2 separate regions of the Arachis hypogaea genome follow, and region 2 is linked to region 1. A link is a contact called in public Hi-C data. All regions are on one chromosome and are shown on one strand. Each heading gives the region's core, a stretch centred on a gene start, on an enhancer-like site or on the middle of the called end of the contact. The rest is flanking DNA. Distances are from core to core; before and after follow the strand shown.

The links. Hi-C and Micro-C count contacts between places; a contact is called where the count stands out from the background.
Region 2: a contact with region 1 is called in a Hi-C map of leaf, with 4 times the contacts expected there. The contact joins the enhancer-like site here to the promoter of LOC112775377 in region 1. A contact is called at or near these places in 4 of 8 Hi-C or Micro-C datasets (leaf and an unstated tissue).

What each region holds. Positions count from the first base shown.
Region 1 is chr19:54,993,865-55,000,287 of arahy.Tifrunner.gnm2.J5K5, reverse strand. LOC112775377 (probable serine/threonine protein phosphatase 2A regulatory subunit B''delta) reads right to left here and starts at 3,864. Exons shown (of 14, transcript XR_003189533.3): 1 at 3,133-3,864; 2 at 1,975-2,214; 3 at 1,109-1,214; 4 at 841-937.
Region 2 is chr19:55,680,865-55,687,760 of arahy.Tifrunner.gnm2.J5K5, reverse strand. It overlaps LOC112775195 (serine/threonine-protein phosphatase PP1), which reads left to right. Exons shown (of 4, transcript XR_003189485.3): 2 at 211-770; 3 at 1,264-1,424; 4 at 2,310-2,663. Among protein-coding and RNA genes, the nearest start is that of LOC112775195, 5.9 kb to the left of the region's middle. Within about 2 kb of position 4,825, at least 2 of the 3 cell types and tissues checked have open chromatin away from gene starts, as enhancers often do.

The DNA.
Region 1 (6,423 bases), core at 2,615-5,114:
CCCTTGGTGTCTCCTTAATTTTGGTTCCTCTGGCTCAGCCCTTGACAGTGCGATGTCAGATGCATAATGCATTGTACATAATATATATAAATAAAGGATAAAAAATCCTGAATATTAAGCAGGAGATGATTTAGGAAAAAGAAACAAGTTCTATATGACCCAATTTAGTACTAGAAACAAAAGCAATCAGCAATCAAAGATATGGAGAAAGAAATCATAATTCAATCTTCATATGTTGATGGAAATTTTGACAATACTTCAATAACAATTTGTTAGGGACTTGTGTATTATGGGTGCTCAAAGTCTCACATCGAGAGTATGGGATGCTTGATGTTGTATATAAGGAGAGTGGTTCTTATAGTATCTAAGGAAAGTGGGAAACCACACCTTAAAAGCTAGCTTTCTTAAAGGGGAAGAACCACTCTCCTTATATACAACATCAAGCATCCCATACTACTCGATGTGGGACTTTGAGCACCCATAATACCCAAGTCCCTAACACAATTTCAAATGCAAATCTCAATACATAGGGAACAATTTCATCTTTTGAAAAGAAAACTGGGGATTGGATAATGTAGTCAAGAAGCAAGCAAATGGTTGAACTCTCCGTTTGATATACCAGTGAAAGAAAGTCCCACAAATGATTTTACAAAAAGAAATAATGCAATAATCTAGAGCACAATTATGAATAATCTTTCTGAATGACCCAATGATTCTAAAGCTACTCAGGATCTAGACAACAATCAATGAAGTGACCAACAGCTCAAACAAGATTCACCAAACATTGCACAACAAAATTTACAGCCACAACTAGTGTTTCCAGATTAATGAAATACACACCTTGTCACAACACCAGTTCCGTTGTCAATCTTTCTGAAAAGTGAAGTTGAAAAGAAAGATGGCAGCTTGCATACTTCCTTGGTAAGTAATTTGAATTCTGGCATGGCAAGTATAACAAATATGTTAATTTTTGCTCAACTTCAAGAGAGGTGAGTGTGATTACTTAGGAAACCAGAATGTCAAACTTATTTCAAAACTTTTTCGGTTTTTCCCAGTTACAACACTGCTCCCTTCAGGCTATCTTCTACTTATAAACATGATATCTCACCATGCATCTGCAGGCCATCCAAGTGATCATGGAATAACTGATCAATTCTTAACATGCATTGTTCTTTCAGTTCATTTGGAGGAGGACGTCCATGTTGAAAGTAGAACTGCAAGCATATATTTAGGTTACAAGCATAAACACAGAAGGAAAAAAGAAAATAATAAATGAGCCAATCACATGCAACAGAAATGTAGCACCAACTAAAATATTAACAGAACTCAACAGTGCATCTTTAAATGACTAATTATATTACTTGCTGTGTATTCGCAGGGTTTTGGGAAGCATTGGGTATTTCCCAACTTTGGAACAGCTTCATACAAATAAGTAACAGGCTTTATAACAATAATGAGGCCCGAGTATTGTGGCAATGTGTAGTTTATGCAATCCTTTAGGGTTTGGCTTGAATGCAATGCTCCTTTATTTAAAGGTGTCTGTCTGTCCATCAATTTGCTAGGGGACTATGGGATAAGACTGTATGTATGGCCTCTATTTGTGGTTCTGATAATGGTTGTTGCAGAAAGTTGCCATGTTGCATAAGAAATGGGATAGGGCAACTTGGCCTGCTTTTTTTCCCTTATTATTCCATGTGACGTTTTCATTTTAGGAGGACATCATATCCTCTGGAATTTAGATCATTTAAAGTGACCATTCTTCTAGCACAGAAAAGCAAAGGATTGACTATCCTTGAATCAATAACTTCCATTGTGTATAGGTTCTAGTAAACGATCCAATGGTAGTTAGATCCCACTTCACTTTACAAGCATGCTCACTTCACATGATCCAAATCCTATCCTCTTTTAGATGTACTCTCGCTTCCTCTGTTTCTAATAAATTTTACTTAAGAAAATGTATTAGATTTGCCAGACCTGAGGTATCACTTCTTTAACTGGCTCACTGACAACTTTCAAAGGGGAGCTCAAATTGGAAGGGCCAGCTCTTTGTTTCACTATGCGAGGGGAACCAGATGAACTTCTTGGTGAAAGAGGCGGAGCAGTGCCAGCAGGGAACATGGAAGGCAACGAATTACTTGAAGCATTTGGACTAGAGCAATTTCCAGTGACGTTCAAAGGAGCACCTGACTTTGCTTCATTGAGCAGTGATGTTACCTACACATTTAGCAACCCAGATGTGATTCCAATATAAAACCTACACTAGTTATATTGTGTAGAGTCTTCAAGGAGAAATACTTAAACCATAGACTAAAATAGCAATTCAGCCCCAGAAAGATTTGCAACATCAATTTAATCTTAAAAAGATAAGCAAGATACCGGTTTAGTCCCTAGAAGAAATTTGTGGGCATCAACTTAGTCCCTCAAAGATATATGTGACATTCATTTGGCCCTTAAAATATACATTGGACATCAATTTTATCCTTGAAAGATGCATGATACTTATCACTTATTTGACGTCACATATATCTATCAAGGACTCAAGATGTTACATGTATCTTTCAGGGAATGAAGATGTCACAAATCTTTTATGGACCAAACTGACGTCACATGTATTTTTAAGGATTAAATTGATGACACAAAATCTTTCAAGAACTAAAAGGTTGTCAAGTGTATCATTGTCAATTAGTAGTTTGTATTGTATATTTGGATTACCAACATGAGCTTACTCATATAGCTTAGGAGATGGTAAATCCTACCACGTCAATAGGAACAAACAAGCATATAAAAAATGATATGATTCTCACAGGGTAGGATCTGTGCAACGCTATAAAAACCTTTGGTTTATCTTTAATGGCAGAAATTTTTAGGCTGAAGCGGTCAAGTGGCAACATCATTCCCCTTTTTGGTTAATCCCAATCACTCAAGCACCTCATCTTTCTCACAATCCTTCGCCAACCAAACAACCATGAGTAAAGAACTATTAAATCAGATCATTCATTCTTCACGCCATTCATGAAAATATATAACACATATAACCCAAAAAAAAGGGACAGAACAAAAGCTAAGAGACTGATTCAAGAAACCCGGCAATGCAGCAAAGACGCCAATTCGGAAACTGATAAAGGCGCATACCAGTCGATTGCTGTCTGGAAGAGAAAGCCACTGGTCGAAGAGCTTCTCGACGAAATTGAGGTTAGACTTGAGTGCCAATCCGGAAAGCTCCGGTAGCTGCAACAGCTCGACGTCCAACGACGCCGCATCGACGACCACCTCCATGCTCATCTCTCATTCACCAGAACACAAAACTGTCACACCACAAAGATAGATCAAAATCACACCGACTCTTTCAATCAAAATTCTTCTTTTACAATTCTTTCGAGACTGTAGCGAGCTGAATTTCAATGGGTTTGAATCGAAGAACGTGTAAACGATTGGATGATTGAATGCGGTTGAGGAGCTGCGGGATTCAGCGGAAACCCTAGATCTTTGTGGCGTTGGAAATTGGAATCAAATCAATTAGTCAATTAGCAGTGTGAATTGATATAAAATACGGTGACGGTGATCTGAGGACGGAAAATGAAGGAAAGTGAGAGAGAAATTGAATAGTTGGTGGAAAAAAAAATTGTGCTTGAGAAGAGATCCAAGCGATTTTGGAGGGAGAAAGGAGAAATAATTTAGCAAACTGGGTAGGAAAAAAAAAAAGAGAAAAAAAAAAGTTTCGGAGAAGCACTAGTGGATCACTTCTATAATTTCTAATTAGAAATTAGTCCAGGAAGATAGAAAATAGAGATTTGAGAGGAATAGTGGAAACAGTGACACGTGGTCATGGACCATGAAAAAAAAAATCGATTTTTTCTACTAATCAGGTCCTATAGCTACATGGTGGGGAGATTATATTGTGCCGAAGGGTGTTCTTTTCTTTAGGTATTAGGTGTTGAAGCTACGTATTAAGTATAACATTTTTATTTATTTTTTATTACTAGAATGTTATATTTTTTAGGGGTCTGCTACACATACAAGCAAAGAGGCTCTACAAGTTTTACAAGTTTCCAGTCCACACTTCATTCACACGCGCACTCATCTCTCTTTGAATGGAACGTAAACTACACGCGCCCCACTCAACGATTGCTCTTCGTAAAATAGCGCTCCTTAATGGCGCACTCTTCCACTTCTCCAAGTCCTTCGAAGAAAACACAAACCGTCCGTTTTCGAGCAACATTCCAAACTGCAGAGATAGGACTCGTCGCGAAGATTAGAACTCTCCATCAACACAACATAGAACTCTCGATCAACAATCTCCAGAAAAAACGAAGTTATAATACTCAAGGTACGTTACGTTACTATTTTACTCATATTGTATATTTTCCACATTTCAAAAACGAAGAACTAGGTTTTATTATTCTTCTACGTTCTTCTAGGTTTTACTGTTCTTCTTGTTCTAGGTCTCATTTTACAGTTTTTAATGTTCTACTTGTTCTAGGTTTTATTGTTATTCTTGCTTCTAGGTTATTCTGTTCTTCTTAGTTGTTCTAGGTGTTACTGTTCTTGTTGTTCTAGTTCTTCTGGTAACTGATTTTTGGGAGTATATTGCGTGATTTGGTGGGTGTATATTGAGTATTTTGTTGGGTGTATATAGCATAATTTGTTGGGTGTATATTTCTGAACTGATATACTGTAATATAGTCAACAGTTGCAACTGTTCTAATATTTGCTTGTCCATGGGTGTATATTGCTTGACCTTGTAATGTTGCTTGACCTTGTATATTAATCCATGTTTGAGTGATATCTGACTGATATCTATGGGTGTATCTGACTCATATCTATAGGTGTATCTTACTGATATCTATGGGTGTATTTTTAATTTCAGAAAAAATGGCAGGCAGAAACCAAGCTGAAAAAAATGTAAGAACAAATATATGTCTTAGATGAAATCAGTTTTATATAATAGAAATATATCTGACTATAATTTTGCTTTGTTTACAGCAAATCAAAGACCTTAAGTGTGCAACACATTTGTTAAGTGAGAAATTCAGAAACATGAGCGAGGAGAAGAAAACAATTGTTAGGGATTTGGGATTTGGTGGCCTGATGCACATCCCGCCGCTAAGGGTGCATCACCAAATTGTCAGATAGATTCTAAGGATATTGACACTGATTAATGTAAATATTATATAGTCCTGTAACAAATTGAACACATGCTGTAAAAATTTTTCAATTATAATCCAGTTTATTGTAAAATTTCTTTCAATAATTAAACTCTCTCTGCTGTATTCAAAATGTATGAATTACAGGTACTATAATATGAAGGAAAACATCAAACCAAATATACACTCATAACCTGCCATTTTTTACACCCAAAGAAAGTTGAATATACACCCAAAAATCTATCCCCCTGATGCTTTATCCCTAAAACCCTGAACCTTAAACACTTAAAACCTAAACCTTAACCCCTAACCTGTAAACCCTAAAACCTAAACCGTAAACCCTAAAACCCTAAATCCTAATACCTAAAACCCTTAAACCGTTGTAAAAAAAAACAAATAGTATTTTATAACATAAAAACAATATTCTGAAGTATATATATGTATATATATGTAAAATGTGAAATACAAGAAAATTCAGAAATACACCCAAAAGAACACTGCTTTTACACCTAAAAGAATGCATGCTCTTGCTCCTTTGTGTGCTTCTCATCCCTGCCCAGAAGTGGTGATCCAGATAGATTGGAATCCATATATGACGGTCTTCATAGAGATCTGCAGAATACACCCAAACACAGACTATAAATACACCCGAAAGAAAATTAAATTTACACCTCTGCTGCAGATTTTAAACAAACATTACCTGAAAGTCACTTGTTGTCCACAAGACCAAAATTCAGCAGAAAATCATTCCAATTCCTATCAAATAAGTCTTTAAGCACACCCACGCTTCTCGCACTTCTCTCGTAATGTAATTCCTCACATCCTTTTCAATAAAATTTAACAAACTGGTCATCAACAGAGAGAGGCTGCAGAATACACCATGTCAAAAACAAAAAATACACCCAATCATTCTGATCTAATACACCCGAACAACAACTCAACTAAAATAACAAAAAAAGCCATAAACTGTAAATACACCCACACTTCCCCCAAAAATACACCCAAAAAAGTCTGATCTATACCCGAGCGTCTGCTATAAATTGCAGATAATTAATCAAAACTAATACGTTAGATTCAATCCACAGATTTATGTTCACGCGTTAGTTTCACAGTCAATGTTCACGAATTATTCAGTTACACAATGCTATACAAATAACTGCAACAAAATTCAGAGTAATCATATATAAATCGCTCTCGCTCCTTTGTGTGCTTCTCATCCCTGCCCAGAAGTGGTGATCCAGATAGATTGAAATCCATATATGACGGTCTTCATAGAGAT
Region 2 (6,896 bases), core at 3,576-6,075, 690 kb before region 1:
AAGACTTAAGTTTTACTTATTCATTTTATGTACGCAGCTTAAATACCATGATTGATAAATCAAAATTACAAAGATTTGAATTTATGTAGGCATGATTCATGCATTATACTCCTCAATGTTAGCATTACCGCCAAATATTGTATTATTGTCTATAGTCAAAAGATTTCTAGTAGCTAATGTATATTAATTATATTTATGTCAATTTTTCAGGTGATGTACATGGTCAATATTCTGATCTTTTAAGGCTTTTTGAGTATGGTGGATTACCACCTGAGGCCAACTACTTGTTTTTGGGTGATTATGTAGATAGAGGGAAGCAGAGTTTAGAAACAATTTGCCTTCTCCTTGCTTATAAGATAAAATATCCTGAGAACTTTTTCCTTTTGAGGGGGAATCATGAATGTGCTTCTATAAACCGTATATATGGATTTTATGATGAGTGTAAAAGAAGGTTCAATGTAAGGTTATGGAGGACATTTACAGAATGCTTCAATTGCCTGCCTGTGGCAGCTCTCATTGATGAAAAAATTTTGTGCATGCATGGGGGACTTTCTCCTGACTTGAACAATTTGGATCAGATTAGAAATCTTCAGCGGCCAACTGATGTACCAGATACGGGTTTGCTATGCGATCTCCTATGGTCAGATCCAAGCAAAGAAGTTCAAGGTTGGGGAATGAATGATAGGGGTGTTTCATATACATTTGGTGCAGATAAGGTCTCCGAGTTTCTTCAGAAACATGATTTGGATCTTATTTGTCGTGCTCATCAGGTTATAACTCCTGCCTTTGGTGCCTAATGTGTTACCATGTCTTTAGGGTTGAGTTTGTATCAATGACTAGAATGACTATAAAATGTATTTAAGCAGTGGTTATCCATCTCTCAGAATTATTAAAATTATTTTTTTTTGTGGACTTCGAAATAAGTTGTCGTGTACAATGTAGCACACTTATGAAGCTATCCTCCTTTTAAATGTCATAGGCAAGGTTATGATTTTTCATTCTGTGCATTCCAGTACTTAGACTGTACTGTATTTGCCATGCAACATGTGAAACATTTATGCATTGGAGCTGTTATCCTTATAACTGCCATTTGGAAAGCTTTTGGATTTTCATGCTGTGCATTCTGGTAGTTTAGATTGAATGGTAGTATATCTTGATCAGTTATGCTTTAAACTTAAACTGGATTTGTAATGTGCTTTTACCAGGTGGTGGAGGATGGATATGAGTTCTTTGCTAACCGACAGCTTGTAACAATATTTTCAGCACCCAATTATTGCGGGGAATTTGACAATGCTGGCGCTATGATGAGTGTTGATGAAACTCTAATGTGCTCCTTCCAAATATTAAAGCCTGCTGATAGAAAAGGAAAGCTCAATTTTGGAAGTACAACTGCTAAGCCAGGAAACTCTCCAGCTGGTGTGAAGGTAATGTAGGAAGATAGATTTGTTGGTGCAAAATTTGCATGTGCCTTTTACCCCTGATGGAAATGTATGAAGATATGTTTAGCTATTGGTAAATTTCAATCTTAATGATGAACTGACAGTTTCATGGACATTGCTGGTTTCTCTTTTATCTGGCTGAGACTTGATTTTTGAAAGTGGGATTTTCAAAGTAAATTAAACAAGTGCATGGCATACAATCTGGCTTATTTCTGCAGTCTTCCTTTGAATAGTAATACTTGAACTAGGTGTTTGTGATGATTACACAAATTTGAAGATACATTGAAGCAGATCTTCAACTTTTTCTAGTTTTTTTTCCCACTGTAAAAGTATTTTCCTTGTGTACTATATGGTTCATCTTTGTAGATTCCATCATAATTGGGAAATTTGAATTGTCATATTGTGTGAAGGACTTGGATATTATGGGGTGTCCAGAGTCGCACATCGGGTAGTATGAGATGTTTGATGTATTTAAGGAGAGTGATTCATCTCCCTTAATAGCTAGCTCTAAGATGTGGTTTTCCACTTCCCTTTGGTACTTAACATATTTTTACGTGGAAAACATTTAGGGAAATTGAGTTTAGCAATTGAAAAAAGAAAGCTCGTTATCCTGAAAAATCAACCAAAATGTTCTGCAACAACCAAATTTGTTGGATGAATCAATTTTTCAAATGGTCTCACCACAATGATGGATACTGTTGCATTCAATTTGGTTTCCTTGTGAAATGTAGAACACCAGCAATTTCTTGATCTTTCAGAATCTAGATCAATTTACCACATTATTTTGATTCACTAGTGGGTAAATGCTTTTCCTATCATTTGTTGTTTCTAATAAATAATTGATATGATTAGCAATTTGCTATCTTGCAGTCCTTCCTAGGTACAAAAGTATGAAGCAAATTTTGGCGAAAAAAGGGGTTGCTGATGCATGAAGTCAGTGTGGTCACGAAGCTGTCATAGTTGGCTGCCACAACAGGGTCAGCTTGGTCAAAGAAGATGCAGTAGTTGCAAGAAAAAGGATAGTTGAGTACCATTTGGTCGTCTATGATATTTGGGAATTGTAAAAAAAAAAAAAGAAAAGAAACATCATCATCCTCGTGAACTACTATGTAGAACATTGTTTTTCTAACTGGTACAAAAATTTGCATTGAGTCCTTTGTTTTCATTGTACGCTGATATGTTTTTTTGTGACTTTTAAGCTTATCAAGTATAAGATGATATATACCTGCATGTGTCAATGGGGTGCTGAAAAACTATTTCATGAAAAGGCACTTAACTATTGTTTAAATGTGGATAGTAATTGAAGCTGGTAATGGGTGTGGCTTAATCTCCTTGTTAATTTCTTTTTAGGTCTTGCTCTTGTGTTCTTCAGATGTTTTGTTTCTGAGACGAAAATGGATCTTTACGTTTCATCCTCCTATCCAAAACTTTTACTATATTTCAATCTTGAACAACCCAACAATGGGTTGGTATTTTCTGTCATGCGAAATTGCGAATCATGAGTGAGCACCAACCCCTTTGGTTAAAAATATGTTTTCGATTCTTACTGGTAGAGTAGCTGAACAATTTTACTTTATTATTTACCAAACTCAATAGGTGGAAAATTGATGGCTATTTTTGCTGCTGCTAAGTCCCGCGCTTGTTTTTGACTTTTGACTGTGCGTATCTTTTCCAAGTATAAACGCCCGGATTTGGTTTTCTAAGGTGAAGTTTTGTCTTTTTTTTTTTTTCAGTTGAAAGCGGCGATAGTTAGTACCAAAAGTAGTCATTCTTACTTCAATATTATTATACAATATAATTATTATATAAGTACAAAACTAATAAGTTTCAAAGATAGCAAGAAGTCAAGAACAAATTTTATTGAGTAGAGAGATTCAAAATACGAGACTTGTTTCGAACAAACATGGATAACAGAGAAGTCTAACATATAGAACGACTAAACACAAGGTAAATGAATTGTGATGGTAATTTCTAAGGTAACCTACCTAGTGCTGCACATTCCGAGCGAGGTTGTTGTTAGAGAGGTTAGGTGATCTGTGAGAGGCCTGTACATGTATTCAATCTGGTCTGATTTTGCCTGTCACAAAAAAGGATCAGGTTTAAACAATTGATGAATGCTATCGTGTCTAAAAAGTGGTGTTTATTTATTAAAAAAGGTTAAAAATTAATATTTAATTTAAAAGATATAAAAATAAATTATTTTTAAAAATTCAAAATTTACCACAAAATGTAAGTTAGGCAAAAGTTAGACAACAATTGATAGGTACCATAGAATTGGCCTAAACAATTTTAAAAGTCTAAACTTATATAAACCAGATTTAGACTCATAAATTAGTCTAATTAGATATATCAGGTCTGTCTAGACATGTTAGAATATAAATAAATAAACAAATAATTTTTTCATAATTAAAAAAGTTGTTAAATTTTTTATGGAATAAACTATTAAAATCATCCCCAATTTTTTAATAGATTGATAAAAATACCTTCCAGTTTTGTTAATGACAAAAATATCATCAAAACATTTTAAAATGTGACAAAAATATCCAATATCAAATATTTATTGTCAAAAAGTGCTTAAAAGATTGGATTTTGATCCGATTTTTTGTAAACATGATCAGAAAAATGAGAATTTTAATCTTAAAATTGGATAATTTCACACGAAATATTTTTTTTTTTTTTTGCAATTTTTTATCAATGACAAAATACTTCTAAAAAATGAAATAAAAAATTTAGAGATCGAATTTTTATCTTTTTTATGTAATTTTTATATATTTATCCAAATATTCTTACAAAATTTTGAATAAAATATATCAGTGATTTATCAAATACAAAAGCTGTTTGCTATTATAAAGAATAGTTTTAATTATTTTTGACACGTTTTATAATGTTGAGGATATTTTTATCGTTATCAAAAGTGAGCATTATTTTTGTCAACATTTCTAAAATTCAAAGGTGATTTTGATAGTTTATCTTTTTTAAATTTTCATATTTTATTATAAATATTTTTGTATATTTTAAATACTTTAAAATTTAAATATTGTTGTAAACATTGAATTTGGTATATTGGATAAGAGTAATATTTTTATAACTTTCTTTTAATTATTTTTTTATAACAGGAAAAATATCATTATTTTTGAGATTTTAGATTAAGTCAGAGTTAATAACAAACCAAATTTAGTACCTAAAAAAAAATGCCACAAACCATAAGCCAAAGCCTTTTTATTTTAGCTGCAGGCCGAACTTTATCTTGGTCTAGACAACTTAAACCAATTAATTATGTTACATGCCCGGCCTGTTTTCCTCACTTGACTGGATCTAATTGGGTTTCCGACAATGAATATCCCATCGCTAACCAACATCTTCAATCGCGATTATTTTTGAAAACATATTATCTAAGGTGTTCAATTCAGGTTAGAAAAAATAACAAACCAACATGAGAATGGATTTAAACCTTGGGCTTATACGTCCAAAAAGAAAACCCTGAATTTATGACCAGGAAGGAAAAAAAATTCCTACGGCTAGAATAAAGACCCTAATTCTCTTAGAATTTAGCAAGGTGGCGAGAACTGGACCGGTCATTAAATCGGTCGAGTAACTGGTTTAATGGTTTAATAGTCCAACCGTAATTGAACCGTGGTCGAACCGATTTAGTTAAATATAAAATAAAATTATTAAAAATACAATATACTACAACCATAAATTTAAGAATACATCATATTTAGTTTCACAATGTGAATTCTATATTCTGTAATTTCTTCTAAATTTTTTCAATCATTCATATAATAATAAAATTTAAAATTTCATAACCTACCCACTAACTAAACTATATCTCATCTCATCATTAAAATTCTATATTCAAATTCAAAGATTACAATTTATAACTAAAAGAAATCATGGCAGAAAATACTATATCCATATTCAATCAACAATCACCAACAATCAATAATAATATCAATAATTACTTAATTAGACAAAACTCACTCAATTAATGCCAAATTACCAATTAAAAATAACTATGGACCGATCTCAACAGCAACATTTTCTCAAGATGTGCAAAACAAACTATCCCCTGCCCCCCTTAAAACCCAACTTCATATTTCAGCCATTACAGCAAAATAAAAACCTCAGCCATTACAGCAAAACTCAGAATTACAGCAATTCAAAATCCAAAATTATATCAATTTTATTCCGCATTATAAAATTATACCAAAATTCAATTCAGCATTCAAAATCCAGGATCTGAAATTATATCAAAATTAGGAGGATAATTAAAAAAATACATTACAGAATATAGAATTCCACAATGTGATCACTAGTTTTCAACATTTATTCTCTATACTCTGTTACCACGGTATTCCATTAACAAAAACATGGAGAAGATTACGAATTACCATACACAATGTAGTGCAACAATGCATCATAGCACTATTAACTGATAATTAAAAAAATCAGCAACAAACAAGTGAAGCAACTCAGAAATCAGAATAAATAAAATTAACAAATAATCAAGGACTCATTTCACACACAACAGAGGAAACAAATAAAAAACCAAAGTGAAAAAGGGAGAAAATCAGTGAAAAAAAGAAGACTACAAAGAAGATGTTGAGGAACAACGAGGATTGAAGAACTCACGGCGACGGCGAAGAGTCCAATTCGGCACGGGTACGTTCGCACTTCGCAGAGCGTGGTGCTCGACACACAGAGAGAGATAGATGGCTCGAAGACAGAGGCATTTTGACGACGAGAAAGAGGCGGCCGATGACGGTGAGGACAGAGGCGGGCTTTACGACGAGCACAAAGACAGTGAGGAGAAGAGTGGTGGCGGCTGAGAGTGAGAGTGAGAGAGACACTGAAACAACGAGAAGAAGCCATGCACATCAACTCAAACACAACTCCACTGCCTCCTTCCTCTGCCGCTTTCGAGGGCTCCGCTCATTCTTCCGCTCCTCTCCAAAGCTGGCACCTTTGAGATTAGGGATTTTGCCAGTTGAGAGTGAGACTGAGACTGAGACTGAGAATGAGCGAGAAGGGAGAGGGGCATTTGGGAGTCTTCACGCGTTTCCTTTTTTTTGAAAAAAAAAAAAAACAAAACGGCACCATTTTGATGTGAATGAGAGAACCGGCCTTCAAAAAATCGACTGGTTCAACCGGTTCATCGGTTAATTACTGGTTTGACCGATTTTTTATCGGTTTTTTACAGACAGGTTTTAGGCATTAACCGGACCGGTTAACTGACTGGTTCTGGTTAATTCAGTTGAACCGGCCGGTCCGGTCTGATTTTTAGAATATTGTAATTTAGTGTTGGTTACTTTGTTTTGTTTTGTTAGTTTATGAAGCTTTAAATTTTGAGTTTCCATTAATGAAATTTACGTTTTGAGTTTTATATATGCTTGTTTAGTTTGTTAGTATTTATTTCTTGCTTTGATTAGTTATTGATTTTATTAACTCTTGCAATTG